2 separate regions of the Sus scrofa genome follow, and region 1 is linked to region 2. Evidence: chromatin contacts called from public HiChIP or PLAC-seq data. All regions are on one chromosome and are shown on one strand. Each heading gives the region's core, a stretch centred on a gene start, on an enhancer-like site or on the middle of the called end of the contact. The rest is flanking DNA. Distances are from core to core; before and after follow the strand shown. Region 1 overlaps LOC110261575 (a long non-coding RNA gene). Region 2 has its middle 8.2 kb from the start of FAM177A1.

What was found. HiChIP or PLAC-seq counts read pairs in DNA pulled down with a chosen protein or histone mark.
Region 1: a contact with region 2 is called in an H3K27ac HiChIP or PLAC-seq map of alveolar macrophages. The contact joins two enhancer-like sites. A contact is called at or near these places in 1 of 5 promoter capture datasets (fetal liver) and 1 of 2 datasets of contacts at active chromatin or transcription factors (alveolar macrophages).

Annotation. Positions count from the first base shown.
Region 1 is chr7:65,113,987-65,119,076 of Sscrofa11.1, reverse strand. The region is part of intron 2 of LOC110261575 (a long non-coding RNA gene); the gene reads right to left. Among named protein-coding and RNA genes, the nearest start is that of CFL2, 25 kb to the right of the region's middle. Within about 2 kb of position 1,291, at least 12 of the 83 cell types and tissues checked have an H3K27ac peak or open chromatin away from gene starts, as enhancers often do. A contact at or near this core is called in alveolar macrophages, where this site is marked.
Region 2 is chr7:64,814,082-64,819,152 of Sscrofa11.1, reverse strand. No RefSeq gene overlaps it. Among named protein-coding and RNA genes, the nearest start is that of FAM177A1, 8.2 kb to the right of the region's middle. Within about 2 kb of position 2,957, at least 8 of the 83 cell types and tissues checked have an H3K27ac peak or open chromatin away from gene starts, as enhancers often do. A contact at or near this core is called in alveolar macrophages, where this site is marked.

The DNA.
Region 1 (5,090 bases), core at 42-2,541, 300 kb before region 2:
TTTGCCAAAGACCTAGTGTATATCAGGCGCTTGCTAGATGTTTCCCTCTCATGATCCCATTTCAGGCTCCTACTGTCATGTCTACTTTACTGCTGGGAAACAAAATTGCTCAAGGACATCCAGCAAGCTAGTGGCCAGGGGAGAAGCAAACCCAGATGTTTCTGGCCCCATGCGCCCTGTACACAGAGGAGCTGCCCTGGTCTGTGTTCAGTCACTCTGCCACCTTTTCCCCTGGCACTTTCTGGGACTGTACTTCACAGTGAGGTTTGGTTTCCGTGATTCCTCGTTGTCTACACTTTGGAATTTGCCTGTTGATTGAATATACCATCTGTTGTTATGAAACTGCCCCAAACCAGGGTAATTAAGAAAGCGATCAAGCGAGAGAGCGAGCAAGCTTTTTGCTGGAACTAAATAATGGGGGGGGGGGGGGCTGGGCAAGGGCAGTGAAGGGAGACTCTTGTTTTTTACAGTCATTTCTGCAATGTTTGAATATTTTATGATTTGAACATTTTCACGCAGTACTTTAGAAAAAAAAAAAGAAACTTTCCAGGAAAATATGAAAAAACAATGTAGAAAGGGCCACCATGAAGTATATATTCTATTTTCATGATTATATTTATAGTAACTTGAAGATAAAGACCTCTTTTGAGAGAGGGAAAAAGAGGACCAAAGTTTCATTATATGGCTATTCTCCTCTCTTCATCCCTCACACCCCACACACAGAAACACAAACAAAAGCCTCTTATTGTTTCCCCTGACGGAACAACGATGACTAAGTGAATAAATCATCCAGTCACCAAAACTTCATTCCCAGTCATTTGACACCATTTAGGGAATACTATGTTGGAAATGTGCAGCTGTTCGAATCCCCACCAGCACCACCCCTTCAGACGAGAGGATCTGAGGAACAGGAAAGAAGTGGTCAATACTACAGTTTCTAAATGAACTGTGGAGGTTTCATTCAAACGGTTATGCCGCTAATCTGAAGGTGAAAAGGGTGAAAACATGTTTCTCCCTATCCTCTCCTTACTTCTGGCACAGAATTATCTTCATAATAAATTGAGGGAAATAAGCTTAAAATTTTTAGGGTTAAATTTACAAACTACAGCCCGTTAAATTCATTTACGGTCCTGTAAACCATTTTAAAGTAAGGTTTGTACCAGGAAACTGAAGTACTATGTAGGTAAATTTTAGACACCAAAAGGGTTTAATAATCTCCCTGATGATTCAGTATCTGCTGAGAAGAGTTTGCAGCAGAGAAACTCACAATAGGAACAGTGTCACGACACTTCCCCCTTCCCTATTACTCATACAGCTTTGAAACCTCATTAGAACTGGTGCATTGTGAAAGCTCTATTTATTCTAGGTATTCTGGCAAAAATTCCCTTGTTAGGTAGCAAGAGCACCTCAAACCTCTTTTCACCTTCAGCAGTCATTATCCTATTTTCCCTTCTCTCACCACCTGGGGTGATGTACTCAGCAGTGTCTCCTGTGTGGGGCAAGCTTTGTACATATATACATATATATTGTGTTATATGCGGATTGTGGACGTGTGTACATACATGTGTGTTCGTATGTTTTCTCTTAAGAAAGCAGATTTGCCTTCTCCCTGCCTTTCTGGTTTTCTGTCTTAGTAATTCTTTAAAGTCATTGAGCTACTGACTTATAGGCTTGTTTTTTGCAAATTTTTCAAGGTAATCATACGTTAATAAGCTGAGTGGATTTGCTGCAGTCATTGTGACTATGTTTACCTATTTGATATTTTAACTTCATTTTCTTTTTTTTTTTTTTTGTCTTTTTTTAGGGCTGTACTTGTGGCATATGGAGGTTTCCAGGCTAGAGGTTGAATCCGTGCCGTAGCTGCCAGCCTACGCCACAGCAACGCCAGATCTGAGCCACACCTGTAACCTACATCACAGCTCATGGCAATGCCAGATCCTTAACCCACTGAGCAAGGCCAGGGATCAAACCTGAGTCAGGCTCATTACTAGTCGGGTTCATTACCGCTGAGCCACAATGGGAACTCCTTCATGGCAAATATGCTTTTCACAGAGTTTAATTCATCAAGTTAGGTGGGCATTTTTTTTTTTGGTCTTCTTAGGGCTTCACCTGAGGCTTATGGAAGCTCCCAGGCTACAGGTTGAATCGGAGCTATAGCCACTGGCCACAGGCACAGTCTTACCAGATCCAAGCTGCGTCTACAACCTACACCACAGTTCACGGCAACTCCGGATCCTTAACCCACTGAGAAAGGTTGGGGATTGAACCTACGTCCTCATGGATACTAGTCAGATTCGTTTCAGAAGGATGGCCTCTTATTTTTAATAGTATGAGAATTTATTATTTTATGTAACAAGAAGTCCAGAGGTGGGGCGGTTTTGGAGTTGGTTAATTCAGTGGCTCAATGTTGTCAAGGACACAGATTCTTTCCACTTGTTCCCTGGCCATCTCCGCTGAATTGGCTTTTGTCCTCCTGCTTGTCCCTTCACGGTCACCTCAGCAACTTCTCTTCCTGATGATTATTTGGGATCCTTTCTCCAGTTTCCTTTCCTAAAGAGTCTTGCCTCAGGAGACCTGAGGTCTGGGGTTCTGCACCTCTAGCCTGCCCTCTACCCCTCCCCTCCAGAAGGCTAACTGATCTGACTCCAGCCGGCATAGCTCTGGGTCCCAGGACCCCTCTCCTGGCCTGGTCTTGAGAATTAATTTGTACCTAGAACTAAAAACTATACACAGCTCAGGTGGGATTCGCTGCTTCTTCCTCATCACTTGGGTACTCCCTCCGCTGCTTGCTCTAGGTCTCCAGCCTGCCCTCCTGCTTCTCCTCTGGCCTGGAAGTCTTCTAGGGTTCAGACTGGCCCTCCTCAGAGAACAGTGTCTCCCCTGAGCAAGTTACCAACGCTGTGTCTTCCCCTCTCACTCCTCTGTAGTGACTTTCTTCACCTCACCTAGGGAGAGATTGAGGTTCCCGTCTTCAACTACAGCCTGTTGTCACCTGGATGTTCTGTCATTACTTTGACTTGAACATGCTCCAGGCTGAATTCCCCCCCATTCTTTCCCTTCCCAGACTTGTCACTGTGTGGCTGCTGTTAACATTCATTATTCTATTGAAATATGGTTACAGCAAAGAACTGAAAAATAATGGGATTATATTCAGTACAAGACACCTTTTTTTTTTTTTTTTTTGTCTTTTGTCTTTTTGTTGTTGTTGTTGCTATCTCTTGGGCCGCTTCCGTGGCATATGGAGGTTCCCAGGCTAGGGGTTGAATCGGAGCTGTAGCCACCGGCCTACGCCAGAGCCACAGCAACGCGGGATCCGAGCCGCGTCTGCAACCTACACCACAGCTCACGGCAACGCCAGATCGTTAACCCACTGAGCAAGGGCAGGGACCGAACCCGCGACCTCATGGTTCCTAGTCGGATTCGTTAACCACTGCGCCACGATGGGAACTCCAAGACACCTTTTTTTTAAAGTACGTGGATCAAAAATGAAAATGAGGAGTTCCCATTGCGGCGCAGTGGAAACGAATCTGACTAGGAACGATGAGGTTGCAGGTTTGATCCCTGGCCTTGCTCAGTGGGTTAAGGATCTGGCGTGGCTGTGAGCTGTGGTGTAGGTCGCAGACACGGCTTGGATCTGGCGTTGCTGTAGCTCTGGCGTAGGCTGGCGGCTACAGCTCTGATTAGACCCCTAGCCTGGGAACTTCCATGTGCCACAGATGTGGACCCAAAAAGAAAAAAAAAAAAAAAAAGATGAAAAATTGCTGCATTTAGTTTTGAGGCCCACTGATGTAAATAAAAATGAAGAAGAAAACAACAGCCCTGGCTCCAAAGGGAGATGGTCTGGATTTCAGAGTGACTGGATGAGACATCATAATTAATGTGTGATTTTTTTTTCTCCTTTTTTTCCTTTTTGAAGTCTAGATTAAAAGAAAAAAAATCTACAAAGGATATTGTTGGGACAACTGGGAATATTTGAACATGGACTCTATATTAGATACTAGCAGTGGGTCAACATTAGATTTCCTGAGTGAGATTCTTATTCCATGGTTGGTTACACAGGAGGAATGGTCTTGTTCTTAGGAAATACATGCTGAAGTATTTTAGGATGAAGTGTCAGAGTGTCAATAATTAACTCTTTTGTGTACGTGTGTGTGTGTGTGCTTTTTAGAGCCTAACAGGAGACACACGGAGGTTCCCAGGCTAGGGGTTGAACGGAGCTGCAGCCGCTGGCCTACACCACAACCACAGCAACTTGGGGTCCGAGCCAGGTCTGTGACCTACACCACAGCTCACGGCAACACCGTGAGGTTAACACCTCATGTGGGCTAACACCGCTTAACCCACTGAGAGAGGCCAGGGATTGAACCCGAGTCTTCATGGATGCTAGTCAGGTTCATTACTGCTGAGTCACAATGGGAACTCCCTACAATTAATTCTTAAATAGTTTGAAAGAAAATAAAAGATTAAAAACCAGAAGGAGAGAAAGGATATGCAGTGAAATTCAATTGATAAATCTAAATGAACCGCATATGGTGTTCCTTGTACTACTTGTAACTTTTCTGTTTCCAATTTGTTTGAAATTTTTCAAAATAAAAAGTTGAGGAAAAGCTATGACTGGTGGAGAAATTCGCTCTTCTGATTCAAGGACTCCGTGTGTGTATGGGGATGTTATCATGGTTTAAATTTATATTTAGAAACTTCAGAGGTATAATCATTCAAGAAGCATATGTGATCATTGTCTATTTAAAACCAATAAGAGTTTGAACTGTGCTAATAGGTGGAAGGACTGGTTAGGAATGCTGCTTCCTGAAGGCAGGGGTTGCATCAAACGGCTCCCTGAAGGCCTCTAACATCTGGCACACAGTCCTGTTTGCTGGACTTAAGTACCAGGAAAGAATTGGGCTGCATTTCTCACTGCAGTAGCCATGCTCAGATATAGGCATGGTGGTCTGGTTCTGTCCCATGGGCTGGGTCACCGTGGGAGGTGGGAAATAATGCATTGATTCTGCCAGTTCTCAGGCTTTGTTCTAGGCTTTCATATTCATCTCTTTCCACCTGCATAGCCTCCCCCTAAAGCAGGAATTATCATC
Region 2 (5,071 bases), core at 1,708-4,207:
ATGTATTAATTTTAATGTTGTTTCTTGAGTGCTTTCAGAAAGAGCAGGGCATACCAAAGCCCAGAATGCTGATCAAATACGCATCCTTCAGAGACCCCCCTCTGCTTGTCCTTAGCTGTGGCAGTCAATTGCCCATCTCTGATAATATCCTTTAAATCTTGGGTATTCCTTCCAAGTAGTACATAGTTAACTTGGTGTGAACAGAGTGACCAATAGAAGGAAGTTTCTTTATGGAGCCTGAATCTTGTAATGCTGCAGCCTTAGCAGCTCTATTGGCCAGTCAGTTTCCCTTTCCTTCCTCAATGTTGTTTTTGCAATGCTCCGTGACTTATTATTGCCACTATTATGCAGCAAGATTGCATCCAGCAAAGCCTTAACAAAGGGGCCATTTTCAGTTTTATTTCCTCCTGAGCTCAAGAAACCTATTTCCAAAACATTCCAAAATCATGAGCTATCTCAAAACTATACCTGCCATCAGTGTTTCAGTGTGTGTGTGTGTGTGTGTGTTAGCATGTATGTTATATAAATGTATGTTAGCATGTTTGCCAAAGGCCAAAATTAAAGTGCAATAAGTGTATAGTTCAGCCTGTTGGGCTACAGAAACTGAGAGGCAGAGCATTGGTTCCTATTACAGTGAAGGGAGTAATGATAGTGTTTCCAGCTTTCAGTTGTCCAACATCATTTCGTAGGTAAACCAAGGAATGTCAAGGGTGTCTAAAGGCTTTTCTTACAGTCTAGATGCAGACTAATCATAAGATCAGTTGCGGTTATACAATTTTATGAAGACTTACCTGTTGGTGATCATAAAGGGGTAGCAGGATTTAGGGAGTTACAATGAGACAAAGTGACATTTGGAAAGGAGAGCAACAGTTCATAGGATGTCAGTCGGCTAGCAGATAAGTGTTGTATGTGATGTGAGTTCAATTGTGCCTCAGTAGAATGAGGGGGAGAAAAGGAGACTCTATAACTGTCTCTTCTGTAGCCTATAGAAGGGCAGTGGTAGCTACTACTGCTTGGAAGCAAGGAAGAATATCTCAATCTATAGGGTTCAAGTGTTGCTACAAAGCCAATAGGTCTGCGTTTGCCCCCCTGGGGCTGAATGAGCCAAGGGTGTTTTCTGCTAACTTTAAGAACAAATTGCAGGGAAGAGAATAATTAGGGTGCCCTAAAGCAGGGCTATCACCAACTGAGTGTTTAATGTTTGCAAGGCTGATTCAGCCTCCTTGTTCCAAACAAGGGAATCAGGCCTCTTGTCCATTAGAAGGGAAAAGGGGGTTGTACATATAAGAATAAATTAGGAACCCAAGTCTGCGATAGCCTGTTAACCCAAGAAAGCATCTCAGTTGGCACTCGGTGGCAGGAAGGGGGAAATTGACATATGCCCTGGATGTATGTAGGACCCCGTGTTACCCTTGAAGAGTAAGCAAATGACTCAAATATCTTTCTTGGGTTGGAACAAATTGGAGCATGTCATTTGAGACTTTATGTCCTTTTCATGCTAGTTGAGTGAGGAAGTATAGGCTGTCCTCAGTAGGGGAGCATAACAAAAAAGGTCAATATACTGAAGTAAAGTAGAGTTATGGGCAAAATTCACATTGGTCAAGTTTTGTCTCAATATCTGAAAAATAAGCATGGCTTTATGTGTAGCCCTGAGGCATAATGGTCTAAGTATATTATCAACAGGTACTGACTATCTGGATGGACAGGAATGTTGAAGAAAGCACTATATATATATATCTGTGACTGTAAAGAAGCCTGTACTCAAAGGTATTAAACTGAGGGTGATCTGAAGGCTGGGGACCACAGGGTGACCTAGTATGACTATATTGTTATAGCTTAGAGATCTTGAACAAAATACCAAACTTGACCACGAGGCTTGCCTAAGGGAAGGATTGGTGTACGAAAGGGACTGGTGCATGGGCTCGTGACCTCTTTCTGGAGGTGTGCCTTGACAATGGGATGAATTCCTTCTAGGGCCTCAGGTCTTAAGAGGGTGTTGTCTGAGGTGAGGCAAAATTTTATTAGGATATATCTGGATCTTAATTGATGGCACCTAATGAATGCATTCTGTGTTGTTTGAAGAAGTAGATCATAAGGTAGAAGGAACAGAAGCTAACAAATCCTTGTGATTAGACATTGAAAAGACAGAAGCAAGGAGGGGAATCTCAGTATTAGGACTGGGTTGGAAGTAGACTTTGAAGAGTGAAGAAATTGTATTTCCTCTTTTAGGGAAAAGGAAATATTAGCTTATAGTTTTTTCCAGGAGCTCTTGGCCCAAAAGGGACAGAAGGAGCAGGAAGAAACTGATGAGTTCCCCAAAAAGAACCTATTTCAAAAGGCAAAGGGGCTGACTTGTTCATCTTCATAACCATGTTGGAAACTCACACCATTTAGACCATTACTGAGGAAGGGGGCCTTGAGGCTGGTGGCATTCAAGACAGACAAATTTATTTCTGTGTCTATAAGAGTGATAATAGCCTCAGCTCCTATAAAAAGGTCCAGTTCTTCCAATGGTGCTAGTGGGAGTACTGGGAAGACCTCAATACTTTCCTCAGAGCATCCCTATTCATGAGGGTCTACAAAAGGGAGATGCTTCTCAAACTTCTCAGAAAGTTCATGAAAAGGGTCAGAGTGATGGGCTTTAAGCTGCAAATAGGGCTTTCTTTTTAACTTTGGGCAATTCTTCCAGTGGCCAGGCTGCATAAGAGAGTGGCAGGGACCTGGCCTTGGAAGGAGCCCTGGTGGGAATTTTGGTCTTTCTGTTGAGGTGGCTCCTGAGTGGCAGTGGTCAGATGCTGCAGCTACAAATTCATGATTTTAGTGGTCTTCTGTTTCTCTGTGTGTTTGTTTTAGACAGCTGATTAGCCAAATCCACCGAGTATCCATTGTTTCCCAATTCTATTGTGCTTATTTCATCAGCAGTCTGAGTTCCTCATTCCAGTCCCCCAACAAAGACTGAATTTAAGTGGATTTGAGATTGTTTGCCCTAATAGGGAGTCCGGAGTTTTCCTGGAACACTGTAGGCATGAGTCATAATCATGAATAGTTTCATCAAGTCTTTGTGTAGTAGGTTGAATTTTCCTCCAGTCAGTGAGATGAGGAAAGGCTTGAGGAATTGTTTCATGAAGGTTGAGTTACCTGAGAAGCATGCCTCAGACTGATTTATTGTGTACAGATGTCATCTTAAGGGTGAAGCCAGGCAGTAGTGGTTTGCCAGTGTCTAGTTCGGCTTTTTCCAACTAGGATGTAGTTAATTGATTATGAGTCTGAGAGAACCCTGGTCAAAAATTTATATCACAAGGTTAAGTTCCTCTGCAAAGTGGAGGAGGTCCTCGATGACCTTAGGAAATTCCTTAGCTATAGCTTGGTTCTGTAAGCGACCAAGGCGTATAGTCTACGAGATAGCCAGTGCCATCAGGGTTCAAAGCAGTGACAAAAGGAAAGGTTTAGTCTGGATAATAGGTGGGATAAAGATTTTGGAGGAGGAATGGAAGAATCAGAAGGATAAGATGGCAGCTCAGCAAGGTCTGAGCTGAAGGAGAAGAGAAGGAAGAGGCCTTGTGAGCTTTTCCTGAGTATTGAGATGAGAGCATAGATCCTTATTTGAGGCAGTAAGCTTGGAAACAGCATCCTGAAGTGAAGCAGTTTTAGACTCATGAAACTTGAGTCTCATGAGCTCTTTGGGAGGCCTCAGTATACCAACTGAAATAGTCTTCCCACTCTATTAGCTTCGTTTTAGACCCTTCACTTTCTAATTGTGTGTGCAAAATCACCAATTTTGAAATTTCACATTTTCTCATTGTGTCCAGGGCAATTTTATGTTACCTCTGGTATACCACTGGCATGTACCTAGGTAAGCCCAAAGGTGGCGCCATGCTTTTTGTACACGTGCCCAGCAGGAAAGCCAGACTTGGGAGAATCCCCCATAAGAGTCTTAGACTGTGCGTGTCCCCATTATAGTGCATGCACCACAAGGGAGCAAGCCCTTAAGTGATCAATGAAACAAAAGACAGCCAGAATAAAGGCCTGAATCTCAATGAAGGAGGGAGGTTGGGACCAAGAGGACTTACTGCCTCGACCTGGGGCTGCTAGGGAGGCGAGAGCAAAAGATGCTCACAGAGATACCTTGGCAGCTTGGAAAGTGAGCAGAAGATGGCTTCAGATCCCACATCTCCAACAACAAAAAATGTTAAATGTGAGAAGCACAAGATGTTAAAAGTCAGCTTTTTTGGGGTCAGTTTATTGTAACCAAGGGATCACAGATTCCAGAGGAACTCAGAATAGTGACCCACTGGAAGAAAATGTGTAGGGATTTTATTGTGAAAAAGGAAGTTCATGCAGGCATCAACAAGTTGTTTACCAAGAATTTGGATTGGGGAGTGTGTTTGTTCTACACCTACATTTGGGTTATTGAGCACATCTCATCCATTACTAGAGAAGCTATGCTTTCCTTGGTCCAGAATGAGTCCACTTCTCAGCATTGTTTTTTTTTTGTTTGTTTGTTTTTTTTGTCTTTTTGCCATTTCTAGTGCAGCTTCTGCAGCATATGGAGGTGCCCAGGCGGAGTCTAATCAGAACTGTAGCTGTTGGCATACACCAGAGCCACAGCAACGCAGGATCTGAGCTGCATCTGCAACCTACACCACAGCTCACGGCAACACCAGATCCTCAACCCCCACTGAGCAAGGCCAGGGATCCAACTCACAACCTCATGGTTCCTAGTCAGATTCATTAACCACTGAGCCACATAGGAACTCCCCTCAGCATTGTTTTTTCCTTTTGGCAAATCAACAAATAATCTGCAGTTTTAGAGAGTTCAGCAAAAGTTCAACATGTGCTGTGAGAATGGAGGTCTAAGGAGCACACCGTGGTCATTCCTGCCATTGTAGCTTTCACATGTTAAACAAAACAATGGAGGATCTTGCCCTGAGAGAAAAGTCATCCCTACTTGTATTGGTCCTTATTCTATCTTTACACTTGTGTTTTACATTATTATCAGAAGACTTCCTGCTGGTGCCATCTTGAGCTCAGCCCATCCACTTTGGATGCCTTAATACATCTTTCTTGCTAT